Regions from separate parts of the Mus musculus genome. Here regions 2, 3 and 4 are each linked to region 1. The links are chromatin contacts, called in public HiCAR-type maps. All regions are on one chromosome and are shown on one strand. Each heading gives the region's core, a stretch centred on a gene start, on an enhancer-like site or on the middle of the called end of the contact. The rest is flanking DNA. Distances are from core to core; before and after follow the strand shown. Region 1 holds the start of Mapk1 (mitogen-activated protein kinase 1). Region 2 holds the start of Nde1 (nudE neurodevelopment protein 1). Region 3 holds the start of Myh11 (myosin, heavy polypeptide 11, smooth muscle). Region 4 holds the start of Abcc1 (ATP-binding cassette, sub-family C (CFTR/MRP), member 1).

Evidence for each region. HiCAR-type assays count read pairs that join an accessible place to other places.
Region 2: a contact with region 1 is called in a HiCAR-type map of astrocytes, with 4 times the contacts expected there. The contact joins the promoter of Nde1 here to the promoter of Mapk1 in region 1. A contact is called at or near these places in 1 of 39 promoter capture datasets (liver), 1 of 484 Hi-C or Micro-C datasets (uterus) and 1 of 115 datasets of contacts at active chromatin or transcription factors (astrocytes).
Region 3: a contact with region 1 is called in a HiCAR-type map of astrocytes, with 5 times the contacts expected there. The contact joins the promoter of Myh11 here to the promoter of Mapk1 in region 1. A contact is called at or near these places in 1 of 39 promoter capture datasets (cranial neural crest) and 1 of 115 datasets of contacts at active chromatin or transcription factors (astrocytes).
Region 4: a HiCAR-type map of astrocytes shows a contact between it and region 1, with 5 times the contacts expected there. The contact joins the promoter of Abcc1 here to the promoter of Mapk1 in region 1. A contact is called at or near these places in 2 of 39 promoter capture datasets (cranial neural crest and second pharyngeal arch cranial neural crest) and 1 of 115 datasets of contacts at active chromatin or transcription factors (astrocytes).

The regions. Positions count from the first base shown.
Region 1 is chr16:16,980,189-16,985,319 of GRCm38.p6, reverse strand. It overlaps Mapk1 (mitogen-activated protein kinase 1), which reads right to left and starts at 1,938. Exons shown (of 9, transcript NM_011949.3): 1 at 1,581-1,938. The coding sequence starts at 1,693.
Region 2 is chr16:14,161,046-14,166,176 of GRCm38.p6, reverse strand. It overlaps Nde1 (nudE neurodevelopment protein 1), which reads right to left and starts at 2,902. Exons shown (of 9, transcript NM_023317.2): 1 at 2,809-2,902.
Region 3 is chr16:14,288,795-14,293,925 of GRCm38.p6, reverse strand. Myh11 (myosin, heavy polypeptide 11, smooth muscle) reads left to right here and starts at 2,518. Exons shown (of 41, transcript NM_001161775.1): 1 at 2,518-2,650.
Region 4 is chr16:14,358,937-14,364,067 of GRCm38.p6, reverse strand. Abcc1 (ATP-binding cassette, sub-family C (CFTR/MRP), member 1) reads right to left here and starts at 2,510. Exons shown (of 31, transcript NM_008576.3): 1 at 2,425-2,510. The coding sequence starts at 2,472.

The DNA of each region.
Region 1 (5,131 bases), core at 689-3,188:
AACAGGATCTAAATAATCCATCTTCTCAGGGTGGTGGGGAATGTGTGAGTTCAACTGACAGATCCTAATTTTTTTTTGTCCCTACTTAAAATAATCCCCCCTTAAATAAATGAGCCTATAGTGGGTAATCATGAGTGTCAATAATAAGTGTTACTGGCATATTTACCAGCAGGTACAGGGTAGTAATACATGCAAGACAAATGTGATATGGAAAGTACTTTTTCTCCATTCCTCTTTTGACTTGCAGGTCCAGTTCACTTTTATCTTCGTAATTGTATACTATGAGACATTTTGCTCATAAAAATATAACTATTCATGAGTCTTTTCTTTAAAAAAAAAAAAAAAGAACGTTAATTATTCTATCTTGTTAGCACACTTGGTGAAAACACACCTTTTCTGGCATTTCTAAAATTATGACTATTCAAATTTTAATGCATTTCTGAATAGACTTGTTCATCAGGAAAATATGCCGAAGTCCTGAGATTATTAAATCAAGGAGAGGCCTGTGCAATAGCTCAAGAGCTGAAGCATTTAAAACAGGATCTTTCTACAGCAAAGCTTGATTCTAGTTCTTCGCCCTGTAAAAGGACTTCCTTTCAATACCTTATCTGAAAAAGGCTGTCTTCTCTTTCCTCAAGATAGCTAAGTTAAATTAAACTATCTCAGAGACCTTCGATAAATGAACTTGTTTTAGTTAAAACAATACACTTCAACATTCCACATGCAGGAAATCCTGCAAGTGATCGTGCAAAAACTATTCTTGAACACTGAAACGTTATGGGGAAACGATCACAGTAATCGGGCTAAAACATATGGATACATTCACACTGTTAAGAGAGTACTCTTGAGGGTAACGACGGGATAATTTAAAGTCAAATTAGGACTAACTCCAAATACTTCTTAATAATTCTAGAGTGATGCTGGCTTATCCTTTCTGAAACACAATCGGTATATTTAAATCCATTTTGAAACTTCAAGATTTCAATATGTCCACAACCAACGCTGTGTCATTAACGGTTAAGCCCGAGGCAGAAAGCATCATTAGCGCTACTTAAGATATTTTGTGAATGCTGTTCACGTACACAGAAGAGAAGAAAAATATTTTGGTGCTCAGCACACAAGCCTATTATTCCGTCTTGCAAAACCATGGCCGCCGCCACCACGGACAAGCATCTAATACAATTCCTGGCTTTAATCTAATGTCAAGAGGCGGTGGCTATAATGCTATAAATTAGGAGACACAGTGTACTTCCGTTCCCGTCCCGAGGGAGAAGCCTCGAAAGTACGCGCTTTAAGACCAAGCCCCGGAGTCTTCGAGTCCTGGCCTCAATCGGGGTTGCCCCTCCAACCGCAAACGAGAAGCAGCAGAGGAAGACGAGGAGCAACACCTAAGCCTCGACCGGCTCCAGGACCCCGCCCCAGGGCTCCAGGAGTGAAGGCCAAGAAGCCAGGGGTCCGGGGCGCCGCAGAACGCGAGGCCAAGGCGCGGGAAGGGCCGTGGGTGCGTCCAGATCAGCCACAGGCAGGGGGCACAGGGTGACCGCGTGAGGCCGGGCCTGAAATCCAGCGCGGATACTCACCAAACCATGCCGTAGGCGCCTTCTCCGATGTACGAGAGGTTGGTGTAGCGCGGCCCTACGTCGAACACCTGCCCGCGGACCATCTCCGGGCCCGCCGCCGCCGCCGCCGCCATGTTGGCTGCACAGCCGCCGCCGCCGCCGCCGCCGCCGCGTTCGGTTCGACGCTTCGCGGCTGCCGCTCGACTTATGCTGCGCTTCCCGCAGGAACCGCGCTGCCGCCCGTGTAGCCGCCCCCGCCGGCGATCGGGAACGAGGAAGGAGGACAACACAGAGGAGAGAATTAACCGCCGGTAGAACCACTGCCAGCCTTCCTGCCTGACGGGCGGGCTACGAGTGGGAGGAGGGAAGGGTTCGCGTCGAAGGGCGCTAGGGCGGAGTCAAGGGCGTGCGTGTTGATTGGCTTCTCTTGGTAGAGAGGGCGGAGTCTCGCGGGTCGGCGGAAGCAGCGAGGTGAGGCAGGAGCACTGCGGCTGCGGGGGAGGGACGTCATGTGCGCTCGGAGACCCAAGCGCTGGGTAGCTCTAGAGAGCTAGGTTGGAATTTAGGCATAAGGACCCCACAGAGTCCCACCCACTGTCCTGGTGCTGTGCCTGGTCCAGAACGAACTCACACGGGACCAGGGACTTGGCTTGAGACCAGAGGACTCACTGCACACCAACCACGGGACCCCTGAGACAGACCTCTAAGAATACGTGGCCCACATTGTGCACTCTGATGAACTTAGACCATCAGAGTGGGACAGAAACCAAAAAGCATAACCCAGACCCAGAAAAAAACTTTCACCCTGTAATGAGCATAATTTTAAAAAATGCCTTTTAGACATATAAAACTAGATTAAGCAGGAATCCCACAGCATCCAAGGCTGCTCCTGATCCAGAGCTCAGTGACATCACTCACGCAAGATAACCAGATACAGTCCTAGAACCCCATGATGCCCACTGGACAGAATATAAGCAGAGACCAAAAGCAGTGATTTGCTCTACACATCTGGAGAGATACACCTTGATCTGCTCTGTGGCTAGAGAATCCACTCCCCCCCCCCCCCCCCCCCCCCCGCCAGGGTCCTGATCCTCAAATCAGAAACCTGATCTGAAGCTAAGATAGGTGACACAGGTGACCTTGGGGAGACAGGCTTAGGACTGTAAGAAATTTAGACTGTAAACCTTGCATGATGACCTTCAGCATAATAAAATATAACTTTTGTTATACTAACTACATATATCTACCTTCTTGCCCGTGACACACACCTAACAGTGTGAGACATAAGTAAGCAGAAACCAAAACACAAGACATTGAATCCCCTAATTAGAGGTTTGTTCAAGAAGATTTGCTGAATATCTACGGCACTGGAGCCAGCCATGCTTCCAGAGTGAAAAGACAGACAAAATACAATATTTGCACTTAAGTGTTGTGAAGAAATAAAAAGCCAAGGGAAAGTATAGAGAGCTGTGGGTAGGGACACTGGAAAAAGACATAGAAATTTGGGGACTCGGGTCCAGGTGTTGTGCAACAGTTTCCTGAAGGACTGAAACATTCTATGAACTTGAAACATTCTAACTTGAGGGGAAGCTTCTGAAATAGTAAACTAAAAACTAAAAGCAGCAAGGCGGCATGGTGCCTCACACCTTGATTCCCACCACTTGTGAGGCAGTGGCAGGCAGATCGCTTATGAATTGGAAGCCAGCCTGGTCTACAGAGTGAGTTCCAGGATAGCCAAGAATATGCAGAGAAACCCTGTCTCAAAAAAACAAAACCAATCAAAAAACTCAAAGGAGTTTCAGGAAGTCCTTAAAACTGACCAGATTCACTAGGCCCCTCCCACCAGAGTAAGCAATAAAAGCTGAGAGTCCCTCTGAGATGGAGCTCAGGTGAGCTGCAAAGACTCTTGAGACCAGCTACCTGGAAGAGGCAAAACCCTGCCTGCTGCCTGGTAATGGTTTAGACAAACTTATGCACTCGGAAGGACACTCTTCAACTTCAGCAGCATCCACACTTTGGTCTGTTGTGAGCTCCTGTTTGTAGTGAGGAAACCTGTGTTGTGTCTCCCCAGGAAAAGTTTTGTCACAGATGGGTATACTGAAACACAGCATAGTTAGAATGGCTAAAACATCTGAACAAGATTTAGAAAAAAAAAACCAACCAACCAAACAAAAAAACTTGATGTCATGGGTCCGAACCAGTCACAAACACCACTAAACTGAAGGATGAAATTGGAATCTTAAAGTTGGTGGATGCCCAGACAAAGCAGAGCTAATGAGATTATAAGTGACTACCACTGTCTCCTGAGCCATCCCTGGAAGCAGACTCCTGTGTGGCCAACATGGAGATCTAACTTAGAGACATCAAGTCTGGCCTTCTAGACATCAATAAAGATTAACTAGGCAATCTCAAAGATAAAAAAGTAAATCTTTAATAATAAAGGGAAGAACTGGGGTGTTCCTCAGTGGAGGAATGCATACTAAGCATATGGCAAGTTTTTGATTCTTTAATCCTTCAAAATGTTTTAGTCCATTCAGCAGAATCTATTTCAGAAGAAACCTAATACCATGGCTCTATTAAAATGTATTTTTTAAAGACCAGGATAGATGGATAGTATCATGAAATAAAAACCCCACGAATTAACATAAAATTAGCAGCTGAAACAGTAAACATCTGATGACACAGAAGAACAAGTCAGCAGTATAAAAGGTAGATATTAGGAAAGTTTGCAAAATCATTAAAACCGCTAAAAAAGAAAACAATCTAGGATAGTATTGCATGCTTTTAATCACAGCATTTGCTCAGACAGGGCTCCATACTAAGACCTGTCTTTAAAAGCAAGAAAGAAAATAATTGAGATAATTGTAGGAATTCAAACTATATATATCCAAAAATAAAACTGAGGCAATTGGGCTGGAGAGATGGCTCAGCGGTTAAGAGCACTGACTGCTCTTCTGATGGTCCTGAGTTCAAGTCCCAGCAACCACATGGTGGCCCACAACCATCCATAATGAGATCTGACGCCCTCTTCTGATGCATCTGAAGACAGCTACAGTGTACTTAGATATAATAATAAATAAATCTTTAAAAAAAAAAACTGAGGCAATCAATTAGAAACAATAATCAAAATGGAAGAAAACTTTCCTCAGACATACAAGTAGAAAATTCAATGGGTTCTCGGGGTTCCAGAAAATTAATAAGCAGAGGTCAACTTGTGTTAGTTACTTATCCTGTTTCAGTGTTTAAATGCCCTGACAAAAGCAATTTAAAGGAGAAAGGGTTTATTTTGAATCCCAGTTTGAGAATACGGTCCATCCCGGTTAGAAAGCCTGGCTCAGGACTTGAGGTGGCTGCTTACATAAGCAGGAATCAGAGAGTGGTATATGCTAATACTCAGCTTTTAATAACCCCCTGTTTAATATAGCCTAGTACTTCAGCCCAGATCAGTGCTCTCCATAGTTAAGGTGAGTCTTCCAACTTCCATTAACATAATCTGAATAATTTCTCACCAGCACGCCCAAAGTCTGTCTCCTAGGAGATTCTAGATTCTGTCAGATTGACAGTATTAACCA
Region 2 (5,131 bases), core at 1,653-4,152, 2.8 Mb after region 1:
CTGCTCTAGGAGATGGGCAGAGCAGTCACTGGTACAGGGTTTGCCTAACATTTGTGAAGTCTAGGGTTCCATCACTTGCATGCCTGGAATCTCAGCATCAAGGAGACGGAAGCAGGAGGGTCAGAAGTTCAAGGCCATCCTTGAGAAGGCCTGGGCCACACGAACCCTGAGATGATAGTGAGAAAAAAATGAGGAGGAAGGGAATAGAGAAGGGGGAAAAAAGAGAAAGAGGAAGGGAAAGGGGGGAGGAAGAGGAGCAGGAACAGCCAGAGGCAGCAGCTACTGCAGCCTTGATCATCTCTAACAACCATGAAGCAGTGGTGGAAGCAACTAGACCCGAATGCACTATGTCTTTTTTGAAGTCAATTCAAGAACTGCAAAGTTGCACATAGATTGGCAGGAAGTCAGTTTGGACCACAGTCTTTTAAAAACACCATTATAATAGGTGTTAATACCAGGTTGCAGTTCACATAGCTTTGTGCCTGCTATCTTAAAAACAGAGTGGTGGTCCACGCCTACAATCCCAGCTACTATGACATGTGAAGCAGAGGATTTCTAAATGTGAGTCCAATCTGGACAACTTAGAAAGACCAAGACTCTTATCTCAAAAATAAAATTGAAACAAAGCACTAGGTAACCAGCTCAGGCAGGGGAGACCTCGGCTAAGGCACATGGGTTTAATTCCAAGTCCTATCAAAAACCAAGAGAATATGGTGTGCATTTATATTACTCATGTGTTGGTAACTTGCTTTTCAATGCCTTGGTGCTTGCTATCTTACGCCTCTGTGGACCAATTCAGGGACCACACAAATATGTTTGGTAGGGCAGGGGAGATGGCTCAACTAGTAAAAGGCTCTCATACAAACACGAGAGCCTGAGTTCAAATACAAAACACCCATGTAAAAAGCTGCACACTGGTGTTCTACAATCCCAGTGCTAGGTGTGGGGAGACAGAGATAGGCAAGATCCCTAAAGTTCAGCGGCCAGCCAACCTAGCCCAACTAAGGAGTTTCAAAAACTTAAAATAAATCAATACAAGAGTTAAGATGGAAAACAACAGAAGAAAGAGTCCTCTTATAGACTTCTGGTACTCCACACAGTACCTCTATGCTAACAAGTACACACACCACACAAAATTCAAAAAGCAAATTTTAAAAAGTACCTGTTTCCCGTAAGGTGGTTTTACACGTCTAAGAATTCATTTCAGCACGGGGTTTCTGTGTATGTGCAAAGTATTCCTGTGCATGAGGAGCCAGAAGTGGGGTTTGTGTGTGTGTGTGTGTGTGTGTGTGTGCAGGTGTTTGTGTGCATGCAGGGTCAGAAGTGACATCAGGTGTCTTCCTCTATCACTCTCCACCTTTTTAATTTTATTTATTTATTTATTTATTTATTTATTTTTGAGGTAAGGTCTCTCATTGAACCCAGGGCTCACATTCTCCTGCACTGGGCAGCAAGCCTCAGGGCCCCCCTGTCCCCCAAGCTGGGTACTGCAAATCACAGGTGTGCACCATCACACCAGCTTTTTGGTGCTGGGGACATCACTTAGGTCCTCACACTTTGAAATAAGAACTTTCAGTCCTTAGGATTGGTTTTGTTGGGAGGAGTCCCCCAAAATTAAGTCTACAAAACTGTCTGAGAACACACACAAGTCACACACCTCTAATTTCAAATTTCTAGGAAAGAAATAAAGTGATGTCTGAGTGAAGAAAGCTAGCCAAGCTGATCACCAATACTCGATGCCAATATCGAATGAACCAATACCCTTCTCCAGCCCAAGTTTATATCTCTCTCAAATAAACAAGACGTGAATGGGAGCCAGGTGATGGTGGACACCTCTAATCCCAGCACTTGGGAGGCAAAGGCAAGAGAATCAACTTGAGTTCGAGGCCAGCCTGGTCTATAGAGCAAGTTCCAGGTCAAACACATCAAGAGTCAGTCACTAAGCCTAGCTTGTCTTCTTGCTGCTTAAGTACAAAGACATGCGACTTCAGAGGGGTTGGAGGGTTGGTCATAGTTCTGTAAGTTCCTCTTACTGAACTCCATATGGAATTCTGAAAGGGGAATTACTTAAACCTCAAAACGGGCTGAATACCAGTGTGCTGGGGAAGAGAAGTGCGTGGTCAGATACCCTCAGGCTCTGGAGTAGTTTCTATCAGACTATACTTCAAAAGCACCCCTTCTGAGTCCTAAAATGTTATCCTAACACACAATACACAGAAACAGGTGGCAGAGCCAATTACAAACCTCCACCCAGCTAGAGAAGTTGAGCGAGGATCCGGCTAAAGCGCAGAAGGATGCACAACCTGGCAAAAAGTCGAGATGATTTAGGAAATATGAAGTCGCTCCGGAGTCAAGGTGACTCCGGGTTGCCCAGGACCTCAAAGAGGTAGAGGTGAGCTGGGCCAACATCCAAGGTGTGGGGTAAGCACTCTCACCCTTTGTCGGATAAAGTTTATCCGATCCAAAGTGCTGTCTAGGGAAATTTGAAACGTCCAGCGGCCGAGACCTATAGGCATCGAGGGGAAGGTTGGATATAGGTTGGTATCCGTGCGGCAGCAGTTGGGGACCCGGAAACTGTGGGGTGAAGGGGCAGACTAAGAACTCGGGGGCCTTGGGGCGGCGTGGGCATGGGTCTTGAGGACGTTCGAGGATAGAAAAGCAGCCAGCAGAAGAGGAACGGAGTTGGCCAGGGCGAGCGGCGGAGCTCACGGATGGAAGGTGGAAAGCTGAGGAGGGCAGGTGTGGGGGACACGTCGGATGGATGCTGCGGGCGTGGCGGAGACCCGCCCGCAGCCTGGCTCCACTTACCCAGCCCGGGCGGCGACGATTCCAGCGAGGCGCGGGCCGGCAGGCCTTTCTTGCCCTCCAGCCTCGCCGGTACTGCGCGGTGCGCGCCTCCCATTGGCTGCCGCTCTCGGGACGCGTCTGACTCGGCCAATCAGCGCAAAGAAGCGAGGTTTGGAAACTTTTTCTCTCTAGGCCCGGGCGCGGCTGGGCCAAGCCTCGGTGGGGGCGGGAGGGGCCGCAGGAGGCGCAGGCCACTGGCCCGGAAGGCGGGCGTGGAGAGGGCCTGCTGGCGGCTCGGTACTCGCCGTGCCACGCACTCTGGAACATCCGCACGCCTCTCCTTCACACTGGTTGCATTTATCTGCTCTTGCTCTTGCCCAAGAATAGACAAAGGAGCAATTGGTCGGAGAAACCCGGGCATTAGGAATAGCTGATATTGGGTTACACTTGTAAGTGCCCTACCCGATTCCAAAAATGCTATACTAGCCCAGAATGCACAAAGACAAAAACAGGCATAGAGAACGACAAACTTCCGCCCAGCCCACAGGACCCTTGTTATTCCACAACTTTACACCCCAAATAGAATCTTTAACTGTTGTGGCTTCTTCTGAGACAGAATAGTTTAATGTGAAAGAACTTGACTTTGAATCCTAACTCCGCCGCTTACTAGCTATGTGTATTTGAAACAAGGTATTTAATTACTCGTGGATAAAATGGTCGTCGTCGTCGTCCCCCCCCCCCCCCCCCGAGCTAAATAAATAAGTTTACAAGACTTTGTGCAGTGCTTTGTAAATAAGCCGGGCAGTGGTGGAGCACACCTTTAATCCTAGCACTCGGGAGGCAGAGGCAGACGGATTTCTGAGTTTGAGACCAGCCTGGTCTACAGCGTGAGTTCCAGGACAGTCAGAGCTACACAGAGAAACCCTGTCTTGAAAAACAAACAAACAGGGCTGGCGAGATGGCTCAGGGGTTAAGAGCACCCGACTGGTCCCGAGTTCAAGTCCCAGTAGCCACATGGTGGCTCACAACCATCCATAACGAAATCTGATGCCTTCTTCTGGGATATCTGAGGACAGCTACAGTGTACTTACATATAATAAATAAATAAATCTTTAAAAAAAAAAAAAAGTCATCATATGGTTGCTAGGAATTGACCTCTAGGAGATCAGTGTTCTTAACTGTTGAGCAATCTCTCCAGCCCCTTGTTTTTTCCTTTTTTGAAACACTTTTCCTATGTAACTTGGGCTGGCCTCAAATTTCTGAGTATTCCCTTAGCCTTATTTTTCAGTGGGATCACAGGCCCAGCTAATAATAATTTCTTAACGTTAAGCCATTAATTGTTCATTAATTATTAAATACTATTAGGCACAGGTAATTTTACAACCTGGTGACTAAGACAAAGAATCTGATCTTAAAGGGTTAATACAGTAAACGGAAACAGAATTTCAGATGCCAAATGTTGCTGAAGACTATTTAGAGACTGGGAAGCCAGAGAAAGGCATAGTTAGCTTACATTTCTGGCAGTGTTGGCCTTGAACCTAGGCCCTTGGCCATGTTAAGCAAATACTGTATCATTCAGCTGTATCTCCAGCCTCCTAGAATTGTTTAAAAGATGAGAAAAAGGGTACAGGAAATCCAAGTGTTTCGATTTTGTACCTAACAAAAGGAGCTTCAGAAGGCTCTTTTTGACTCTTACAATCATGTTCTGTTCCCCTGGGCTACACAAGTAATGCCTCCTGCCCCCTGCCCCCTGCCCCTCTCCTCAGTTTTGTTGGTTGAACTCAATACCTTACCCACTCTAGGTAAATGCTCTACCACTGACCTATACCTTCAGCCCCCTTTTTTCTTTTCTTTTCTTTTTCTTTCTTTCTTTCTTTCTTTTTTTTTTTTTTTTTAGTCAAATTCCTTCTAAGATGCCCAGGCTGGACCTAAGCTCACCCTGTAGCCTGGATAAGCTGAATTTGTAATTTTGTCTCTACCTTTGAAGGAGCTGGGATCAAAGTCCTGGGCTACTGTAGTTGGCTTTGCTCTTTTTTTTTAAAAAAAAATTCTGTTCATTTTGTTTGTAGCTTTTGTGCTGTGACCAAGCTGAGAGTTTGACTTCTCTTCCTTTGATCCTGTCCTCATGGGTGGTAGAGGAGAACTCTGTTTAGTAACTTAGGTCTTTGGGGAGTTGAATCAAATGCAAAGTATCCAGTGAAACACCAATAATAAATCTCTGTTATCTTTGTTTCATAAATGTGAAGATTATTACTGAGCAAAGGAAAAAAAAAGGAAGTTGGTTTTTTTTTTTTTTTTAATGAGACAGGGTCTCTTTGTGCAGTTCTAGTTGCCCTGGAACTGT
Region 3 (5,131 bases), core at 1,269-3,768, 2.7 Mb after region 1:
CAGGTTGGAATCTCAGCTCCTCTGTTAACCTTGCTCTTATTGGCCAGATGATATATACTCTTTCAAACCTGGATCCTCAGCAGTAGATGCTGACGAACCTACTTCATGCCATCATTCTGGGCATTAGATGTAAAGAAAGCAGTAAAGTTTCCCCTTTCTTGACTGAGGTGATGAGGTCTGAATTCCATCTCTAACACTTATATAAAGACACCCAGACGGCACTGGACAACAGACACACTGTAACCACCAAGCATCCCAGCCCAGCTGTGAGAGACTGTCTCAAAAACAAAGTAAAAACAACAAAATCAATGTCAGATGTGCACACATTGGATCCCAGCATGTGTAAAGCAAGTTTGTTGCCAGCCTGGTTTACACAGAGTTTGAGGCCAACGAGCTAGAACTGTGTATACAGTGAGACCCTGTGGTAGATGGGTCCTGAGAACTGACATCTGCGATTGACGGGTGTGCACATCTACCACATGCACAACACAGTTTCCATTAAAAAAAAATGCTAACACTAATTGATTGGGGAGCAGGGTGCCCTACTGCTTACACGTGAAAGTCAGAGAATGATGTGTTCCATTCAGTCACGTGGCTCCTAAGGATGGAACTCAAGGCAGTCTTGGGCAGCAAGTGCTTTTGACCAGTCTTACTGACCCAGTCTCTCCTTGTACTGAAATTAGTTTTGTTTCAAAATTGATACCATTCTTTAAAACTCAGCTGTGCTCCTTGGAATTGACTTCACTGAGGCCTGCTGCGGGAGTGCCCTTCCTTCCTAACACGGGGATGGCAAGCTCTGGGCTGGTTCCAGACTGGGATAGGTGCAGGTGGGTCCTGGGCTTCCCTCTTCCATTCCTCCTGGGCTCAATGCCCAGACGGTTTCCATTCCTTTTACGTGCAGCTGCGAAGAGGCTTTGGGGAAGCAGCCTCGTCCATCATGTGGAGGGCTCCTCCCCCACCTCTACATCGAGGCAGCCAAGCTGCTGTCCTTGGCTCTGTGTATTGCTGCCCAGTGAGGCTGGGATGGGGTTAGGAATGGGGATGGGGAGGACCAAGATCCAGATGTTTTCAAGTCTGAGAAGCAGGTGAGCTTGGTCCTGGACGGATATGGAAGGGGTCCAGATGGGCTGGGATATGAAAGGCCACACAGCACCCCTGTTGGCTTTGTACACAGTGATCCGTAACTCAGCTCTCCAGAGTGAACATTGGTATTAAACAGTACTGAGCTTGCTAAGGACCCTCACAGGACTCAGTCTTCTGGCCTGCAAAATAGGGCTGGGGCAGGTTTGGCCAGAATCATCCTTGGGTTGGAAGAACCAGCTGCACCTGGGTCTGGAGCTCCTGTCTGAGCACTGGGGTCCCTATACCGCCCCGCGGGCTCAGCGGGAGGCTGCGCGGGACCATATTTAGTCAGGGGGAGCCAGAGCCCCGCTGGTATGCCACGCTGGGAATTCCTGTTTCGAGAATTGCGCCTGGCCTTTTTGGGTTGTCTCCCGCCCAGGCCCAGGAGGGAGGACCAGCCCGGGACCTCGAGGGTCCGCGCGCGGGGAGCGAGGCGTCCCCGGTCTGGCGTGGGGCCAGCTCTGCCTCGACTTCCTTTTATGGCCTGAGTGGTGTGTGTGCAAGGGGGGGGGGAGGGGGAGGGAGAGAGAGAGAGAGAGAGAGAAAGAAACTGACTTTAGGGACATAACAGATGAAATGATAGAGACAGAACAAAAATCGTCACAGGGAAATCAAAGCTAGAGTGTAATGGAGAGTGTGTCAGGTCCGACAAAAGAGACAGGGAGACAGGGACCTAGATCCATACAGGGCTAAGGGAAAGAGATTGAGAAGTATCCCTTGCTGAGGGGGGACAGCTGTGAACTTGCGGGGGACCAGCAAGTACCCCGCATTCTCTTAGGGTCTTAGCACGCATCCTCCAAGTGCCATAATGCACTCTTTCTCCAGCAGCACCCCGCTTTTCAACGATGTTCAGAGAAACCACGTTATTGGTTCCAGGCACCCTGGGATTATATTTAATTTTGGTTGTAGCATGAATGGAACTGCAAAGAACAAGTTAGGAAAAACAAGTTTCCCTTTCTTTTCCCACACATTCCCAGCAGTCACTGGAGGATATGCGGTGACCTGCTTTGCACCTTGCAGAGTTCAAAAAAAAAAAAAAAAAATCACCTTTCCCCTCCCTTTGCTAAACACAACCGCCCTCAGATCTAAGAGGTGGCAGGTGAATGAAGAGGGGATGAAGGAGAGTGGGAGGTATCAAGCCTCCAGTATGTATGAACAGGAAGAGGTTAAAATCCAGCTGGAATGGACCTAGGGGGAGAAATTCTCACGTTTCCCTACAGACTCTGTATACCGGATTCCTTTTCTGTAAGGACCCAGGATCTGGGTGGCTACAGGGAGCGAAGCCTGAGGCTGTGGGTCAGTGCGGCTCTGTTCCTCACCTGCAGGGGGCGCCGCGAAGGGAAGAGGATCCTCCCACTCTCGGACGTCCGACAGCCACCTCCCCTTTCCACTCTCAGATAGCGCTGACTCTATAAAGCCAGGCGTCCGAAGCTTACAGAGAGATTTGGACCATCCCAGCCTGGGATCAGTGCCAGATCCGAGCTCTCCATCCGGTGTCCTCCTGCTAATCCACCCCCGGAGTAGATCTGTAAGTAGAGTTGGTCCCTTAGGGGCAAGCCTGGGTGGTGGGTTTAAGCCTTCTAAAGCATCCTCCTGGGAGTGGGGACTCCAGGGGTCCTGATTGTTATCTCTTATAAGGACAATGGGAAGAAGCCGGGTACAGGATCATTCTAGACCTCCTGTGATTACTCCCCTCCCCCCCCCCACTACCCACCACGTCAAACCAGCATCCCCAGGTTGCCCATGAGCAGAACCACCTGGGAAAGTGGAGTAAGCAATTAAAGATTCTGGTGGCTGGGCCCAATTCCAGGTATTTTAAGACTAGAGTCTAAAAAACAAAATGGTCTACTTAAAAACCAACCAGTGTTTATAGGCTGCACAGTGGACAAATGTGCTGTGGTAGAGCACTGCGGGTCCTGGGTTCAAATCCCAGTATTTGGGATGGTGATCGGAACCCAAGGTTAGTCTGACTAGGTCATGGGATGGATAATCCACTGACCATTGCACAAAGTAACTCAGAAACATGGGTGAAAGTGTTGATAGTTCTGAGCACAGGCTGTGGTGTGTGTGTGTGTGTGTGTGTGTGTGTGTGTGTGTGTGTGTGTGTGTTTTCCATCTACTTAGGTGATTTTGCTGTGGATTGTTACTGGTAGACAAGGCTGCTTATTGTAAGATATGGCTAGTTTCTTTCACTCTGTTCCCTTCCAGACCCCAGACTCTGTGAATTAACAAGGGAGTTCTTCTCCTGGTTGGTTAGGGCCTCAGATGTCCAGGTGGGTGCGGAGGCTCCATTTGCCTCCCCACCCCCAGGTGCACCGAGTGAGCAGGCGCTGGGTTTGGGGCTCCTCAGTGGGAAGGTTACTCTTAGGACAGAGAGAGGAACTAGCAGGAGAAAGTTCTGCGATTCCAGTTCAGAATTGTTTGGAAAGCACCTTTCAAAGTTATGTCTGTCAGAGAACAAAAGAAACCTTTTAGAAAGCCGGGACTAGGCTGTTTAGGTTCTACCTCTAAGAACTGCGAGAAGCCATGGAGCTTGCTGGGAAAGAAGGGACGTCCGGCTGTGTTCAGCACACTGCTCTGCTCCGTTCTGTGTCCTCTGGTGAAGGTTCTTCTCTTGCTCAGTTTACTTCAAGATGCTATTTTAGACTTGACTTAAAGAAAGAGAGCTTGACCATACAGGTCCAAAAGTCTCTCATGGCAAGGAACACCTTCTCTTTTTTGATGTGGTTGATGGCACACTTAACAAGCCAGGTACTTAACAGCACTTCAGTGGAATCAAGTTATTTGAATCATTATATACACTTCATCACGAAGTTGATCATCTTGTCGTGACAGCTCTTTGTCTTTCCTGAAAACCAAAATTTGTTGGACTCCTGTTTCTGGTGGACTCCACCACTTTTTGAAGAAGATTGAAACCTTCTACCAATTTAAACTGACAAAGGCTGTTCCCTAGAGAGAAACAGATGTGGTAGGAGTCCATGAGGCTGGGTGACCCCAAAACACGCCCGTGCTGAGCCACCCTGGAGAAACCTGTGGGTTTGCTTCATAAGCACTATGGACTTTCATTGTTATATCTGAAATAGAGCCTCTCTTCCGTACAAGGTAGTCACTATGGATTTATCATTACTTTTCTGTGAGAGGCTGGGCTGGAGGCAGACATGCCCTTGTATGGTAGTGTTTTCTACGAGGCCATCCCCAGCCCCCTTGGCCAATCACCCAGCCTTGCTATGCAGCCTGGCTGGCTTGGGTTCTGGGTGCTTCACCGTCTTTCCCTGTAGAGATGGGGGGCACTTAGAAGACAGTGAGGCTCTTTTTTCCCTCTCTCTTCTTATTTGGAAGTTCTATTTGTATATTTTTTTCTGGTGGAAATTAGCTCCTGTCTTCCATACATTTAATAAGAACAGGTGGTATTTACATCTGATGAACCATTGAGTAATTTAGAAAACTATATCCTATTTCAAATACTCAGAAGGTCTTAACCACATTATTTTGCCAGGTATAGTGGCTCATGTCTATAATACTAGCATTTGGAAGGAAGGCTAAGGTGAGAGAATTAATGAGAGTTTGAGGCTAACCTGGAATACATAGCAAGTTCAGGCCATCCTGGACTACAATAGGAAACACTATCTCAGGAAAAAAAAATGGGAAAAAAAATCAAACCCCAGCCTAATGGTGCGCAACTTCAACCCCAGCATCTGAGAGGTAAGACGGCAGGAGTTCAAGGTCATATCAGCTGCTGAGTGAGTCCAAAGCCAGCCTGGGCTACCTGGAAATCAGCTGCTGAGTGAGTCCAAAGCCAGCCTGGGCTACCTGGAAATCAGCTGCTGAGTGAGTCCAAAGCCAGCCTGGGCTACCTGGAAATCAGCTGATCTTTAAAAATATGTTGTTGCTGTTGGCCTCCCTGATCATTTTCCCATCTGCAAAATGGGACTGTTGAGAACAAGCCAGTGTCTTAACGTTTTTTGTAGCACTTGCTTAGTCTTCTCAGAAGTCGAAGATCACTTAGCTA
Region 4 (5,131 bases), core at 1,261-3,760, 2.6 Mb after region 1:
GTACCAGTAGCAAAAGGACAGCAGCCCACTCCCATCGATCTCCGGGAGTCCTTACAAGCCCTGCTTCGCTGATTCTGTGGGCTGTGCTCGCCTGGTGTCCTCACACCGGGCTTCTACAATCCTTCCTCCCCATCTTCTGTGGTTCCTCAAGTCCCACCTAATATTTGGTTGTAGGTCTCTGCATCTGCTCCCATCTGAAGGGAAACAGGAGCAGATCTGGGGAAGATGGGGATGTGAAGGGAGGAACAAGGAGGGGAGGAGGGAGGGGAAGCTGCAGTTGGGATACAATACAATACATGAGAGAAGGCTAGACCACGAACACTGATAAGACCATGGCCGCAGCCCAGAAGGGCTGTTCTATAGAAACTGAGCACAGTAAACAATGAAACAACTCAAGATGGTGAGGTCTAGAATGGCAGGGTGTGGCAGCGGTATAGATATGCTGGTGCAAAGCCACCTACTTTAGTTTATTGTTCTTTGAAGCAGTCTTGCTCTAGCACAGCTGGCCTGAATTTCACTTCTCCTGCCTCAGCTTTCCCAATGGTGTGATTACAGATAGGTGCACACCAGGCCAACCAACCCACTCTGTTTTGTGTTTGGATTCTCTAGCTACACATAAGTTCTTGCTTGCCAGTGGCCCTCTCACCCATTCTGATTCCAGGACTCCAGAAACAGGGTGTCCATCAAGCCTAGACCAGTGAGAGAGAAGAGGGGCCGAAAGGAAATCTGCAAGATGAGACTTAAGGGAGGATGGGAAGCTGCCTAAGGGGAAGGCCAGCCACCACTACTGCCAAACACAATCCATCCATCTTCATTTTCTGTGGCAAAAAGTTCCAAGAAGGAAAGAACACCAAGTCAGGCTTCTTGGGTAGGCTTTTTAGCATATTAGAAGCTAGAGAATACCTCCCAACATTTCCTAGTCATCACTGCGCAACAATAGGATACATCCAGATGTGAACTGGTGAGAGGCTTGAGGACCTCAGAACCCACACTGTGGAAAGAGAGTTCCACACAAGTCTGATGTGCGCATGTGCCATGGTATGCATACACTCAAACATACACACACACACAATATATGTATGTGTGTGTTATATATATGCAAAAATAAAATATGCAAACTGGTAGAAAATCTAATGTCTACTTCCCCTCCACCATAAGAGAAAAAAGAAATTCAGGAAATACTCCAGCACCCATGTTAGTGACCCAGATCCCCCTGAGTTCTTGCAAAATAACCTCGTTGTCTCTACACTTGGCACAAGGGTAGAGGACACACAGTGTTCCTGTGTGGCAAACAGGCACCTATCTCTTGCAGACTCCCGAATGTAAATCACAAGCTCTGTTTCCAGCTCTGGAGAAACCTCCAACCTCTTGGCTTTAAAATGAACCATTTATCCAAGTATGGTAAGTTTCTCAACCAAAATTGGCACCCTCCTCACCCAAAAGTCTCCCAGGGGGCCTTCAGGGGTCATCATTCCTAATGCAGTCTATCACGGAGGTACCACAAAACAGAACAAATACTTGTGGGCGCTAACCATCAGCTGCTAAGAAACAGGGATGTTTTTCTTGTTTCTCAAACAAAAAGAAAAGTCATTGTGTCCAGGGTTTCCTATTGTAGTCACTAATAATCAGGACAATGTGATGCAGGAGTGTTCTGGAATAACAGGCAAATCGCATTACAGGAACAGCATTACAGGAACACGAAATACACAAGCACTGGAGATTAGAGCAGTCAGCCAGGGAACCCAGCCTAGGATCATTTCACAAGAAAGCTACCTGGAGAGGGCCTGAAGTCCCCGGGACATCCCCAGAGCAGCGGAGTCTCTCTGACTCAGAGTAGAAGGCACTCTCCTGGTTACAGAGTCCAGGGCATTTTCCACTGCACCCCAAACCTACAAAAAGAGACAGAAAGGCCCTTCTCCCCTCTCTTGGCTTTTCCTTATTTCCTTAAAGTTCCCTGATAGCATTTAGGCAGAAAGGAGAGAGGATGAGAAAAAAAAACATGAAGCCAGAGTAAACGAGAGGTAAAACAAACAGTGGGGAACCCCAACACAAGCGATGGGAAGTCCCTTTCTAGAGTCTGGGCTCCTGCACGGTGCTCTATGATAGTGTGTGCGCGGTAAACGGAGATCCTACCCCCACAAAACACAGAAAATCCCCAATTTGCTGCCTCCAGATCTGGCGTCCCTTCCCGATGGCAGAACCCCAAAGCACAGAGGCACCTCCCCGCACACACCCAGCTCTCCCGGAACCCGGTCCCCAGAGTAAGAGAGCGGCGGCTACGCCGGGGCCCGGGTGGCGAATCCCCGCGTAAGCAGAGCAGGGCTCCGGCTAGGGGAGCAGCTGGGTCCGCGCGTCCCAGCGTCCCCCCACGTCCTCCGAGTCCCCGGTCGCCCCCGCGCCGTCCCCCGCGGCCCACCACCTTACCCAGAGTGGATCGGAGCCATCAGCGCTGCAGAAGCTGCGCAGCGCCATGCGGGCGGCCGGCTGAGCGAGGAGGCGCAGCGCCGCGCGGTTGGCCCGCGTCACCGGGATGCAGCCCCGCCCCACCCCGCCCCGCCCCGCGCGTGGGAGCGAGCACGGCCACGAGTTGCCCTGGCCTGGGCCTGCAGGCCTCGTCTGCAGCTCCCACTCACTGGCGGCTCCTAAAGCCGACACGGCCCGGAAGAACCCCGCACTGGGCCCTCCACACCTGGGCTTCATCCCAGGTGACCCTAACTGTACCGCTGGCCCCCCGCTGCGGGAGAACGCTCGGTGCTTGCGTGATTTTAGGGCTTTTTCCTTCAGTTGCACCTGGAGGGATATGGATGTGAGCTCCCAAGAAAGGAAAGAGAACAGATAAGGAAACTGAGGCTCAGAAAGGTGAGGAAATTCGCTCAGAGTCCCTCAACGAGTAGAAGTGTAGTTCGTTTGAATCAGGAGCCCTATGAATCCATTCTAAACACTGAGATCTCCATCCTGAACACCAGTTTGCCACCCCTCCTCCATGGTCTGCAAAGCACCCTGGGAATTTCTCCCATTCTGAGTGCAGCCAGGAAATAACTCATTTCCTTATTACTTGGTATGAGGAATTTGGGGACAGGGTTTCATATAATAACTAAATCTGGCCTCTAAAGCACTATGTAGTAGAGGATGAATGACCCTGAACTTGTGAGCCCCTCTGCCTCCATTTTTTTTTTTTTTTTTTTTAAGACAGACTGAAGTTTCTCTATGAAGCCCCTGGCTGTCCTGGAACTCAATTTGTAAACCAGGCTGGCCTCGAACTCAGAGATCTGCCTGCCTCTGTCTCCCAAGCTCTGGGATTAAAGGTGTGCATCACCTTTCCTCCACTTCTTATTACCCCAGCCACCTGGGGCGCTGACAACAAAACCCAGGCTTCCTCCTAGGTTTTGTTGTCAGCAGGAACCACTCCACCAGCTGAGCTATGTATACCCCTGAAAAAATATTTTAATTTAAAAAGTAATAAAGAAAATGAGTAAGATAAACAATTTTTGAAGGTCAACCACAAGTCAGGTCCCCCTCAGTATGAATAAGAGTTTGGTGGTGGTGGTGGTGGTGGTGGTGGTGGTGGTGGAGGTGGTGGTTGTAGTAACAGCATTTACTTCTATGTGTGTATGTGTGTGGGTGTGTATATAAACTTGTGCTTGTGGAGGTCAGGACAGCCTGGGAGAGTTGTTTTTTGTGGAACTTTGTGGATTCCAGGGAGCTAACTCAAGTCATCAGGCTTGGCAGGAAGTTTCTTTACCTCTGTGAATAAGTTTTTTAAAGATAATTACTTTCAGGTAACAATTCTCAATGCACTGTTACCCATATTTATTGAGCATCTGCTGTATAGCAGGAGTCTTGCTAGGCTCTAGCAAGCTAGCAGCTGGAATATGCTCAGATCTGACAGACGGGAAAGTGGAGCTGTATTTTCATGTGTTTTAGTGATAAGGCAACAGATCTTAATGACATGCTTTCATAATCGGAAAGTGTATTTGAAACTGTTGCAAGATCCAGGAAGGGGATAAAGAGGATCAAGGGGGCCAGGCCTGCTCAGGTAAAAGTCTAGAAGGCTTTCTGAAAGAAAGCTTTTGAGCTAAACACAAGCATGGTTGGGATTCCAGCCTGGGCTGGGCTGTGTCTTGAGCTGAGGAAAGCAGCCTATAAGAAAACTATGAAGCAGCCAAGACTGGTGGTGAACGCCCACGATCTCAGTACTTGGGAGGCTGAAGGAGGATCTTGAGTTCGAGGCCAACCAGGACTGCATGAGACCCTGACACAAAACGTAGAACAGAGCAGTTCTGGTGACAAAGCTTAGCTGGGTAAGTACTACTGCACAAACCTGAGAACCTGGAGTCTGGACTCCAGCATCCATGTCAGAAAACGCCCATGTGTCAGGGCACATCTGTAATGTGGTCCTGGGGAGATGGAGACAGGCAGATTCCTAGAACTCAACAGCCAGTCAGCCTAGCCCAGTTGTGAAGTCTAAATTCAGTGAGAGATGCTGTCTCAACAAATAAATCAGAGACAGCCAGTGAGATGGCTTATCCAGCAAAGGTGCTTGCATGCAGCTCTGACAACCTGGTCTCCCAAGCCCACAAGGTAGCAAGAGAGGATCGACTCCTGAGGCTCTTCTTTGACCATCACTAGTGCTCCAGAGCACATCTGCACCTGCACTCACACATATACACAAAATAAATTTCATTTCATTTGAAAATTAAGGGGAAAGGTTGGGCAGGGCTCCACACACCTTTAACCCTAGCACGGAGAAGGCAGAGGCAGGTGGCATGAGTGAGAGACACTCAAAAGAAGCAAAAGCAGGGATATTACACAGACAGGCATAAGCTTGAGCGAAAGGGGACGGAGCCAGAGTCCATAGATAGTGAACAGGTGACAGAGTGTAACACTTCTGTCCAGTGGGATGGCCTGCATTTCACACAGGAAATTCTGCCCTAGAACTGCATGGATAAACTGAGGGTGTTGTGGTGTAGGAGACCCAGACATCCTCCTGCCTCAACCTCTGAGGGGCTGGGACTATCAGTGTGAACTGTGCATGGTGCTTTTTTTATACTTTTTCCATGTGAAACGTCTGTTCTATTTAAATTGATTGCCACAGACCCTGCCACGAAGGGGGCTGGGAGATGGGTGACTA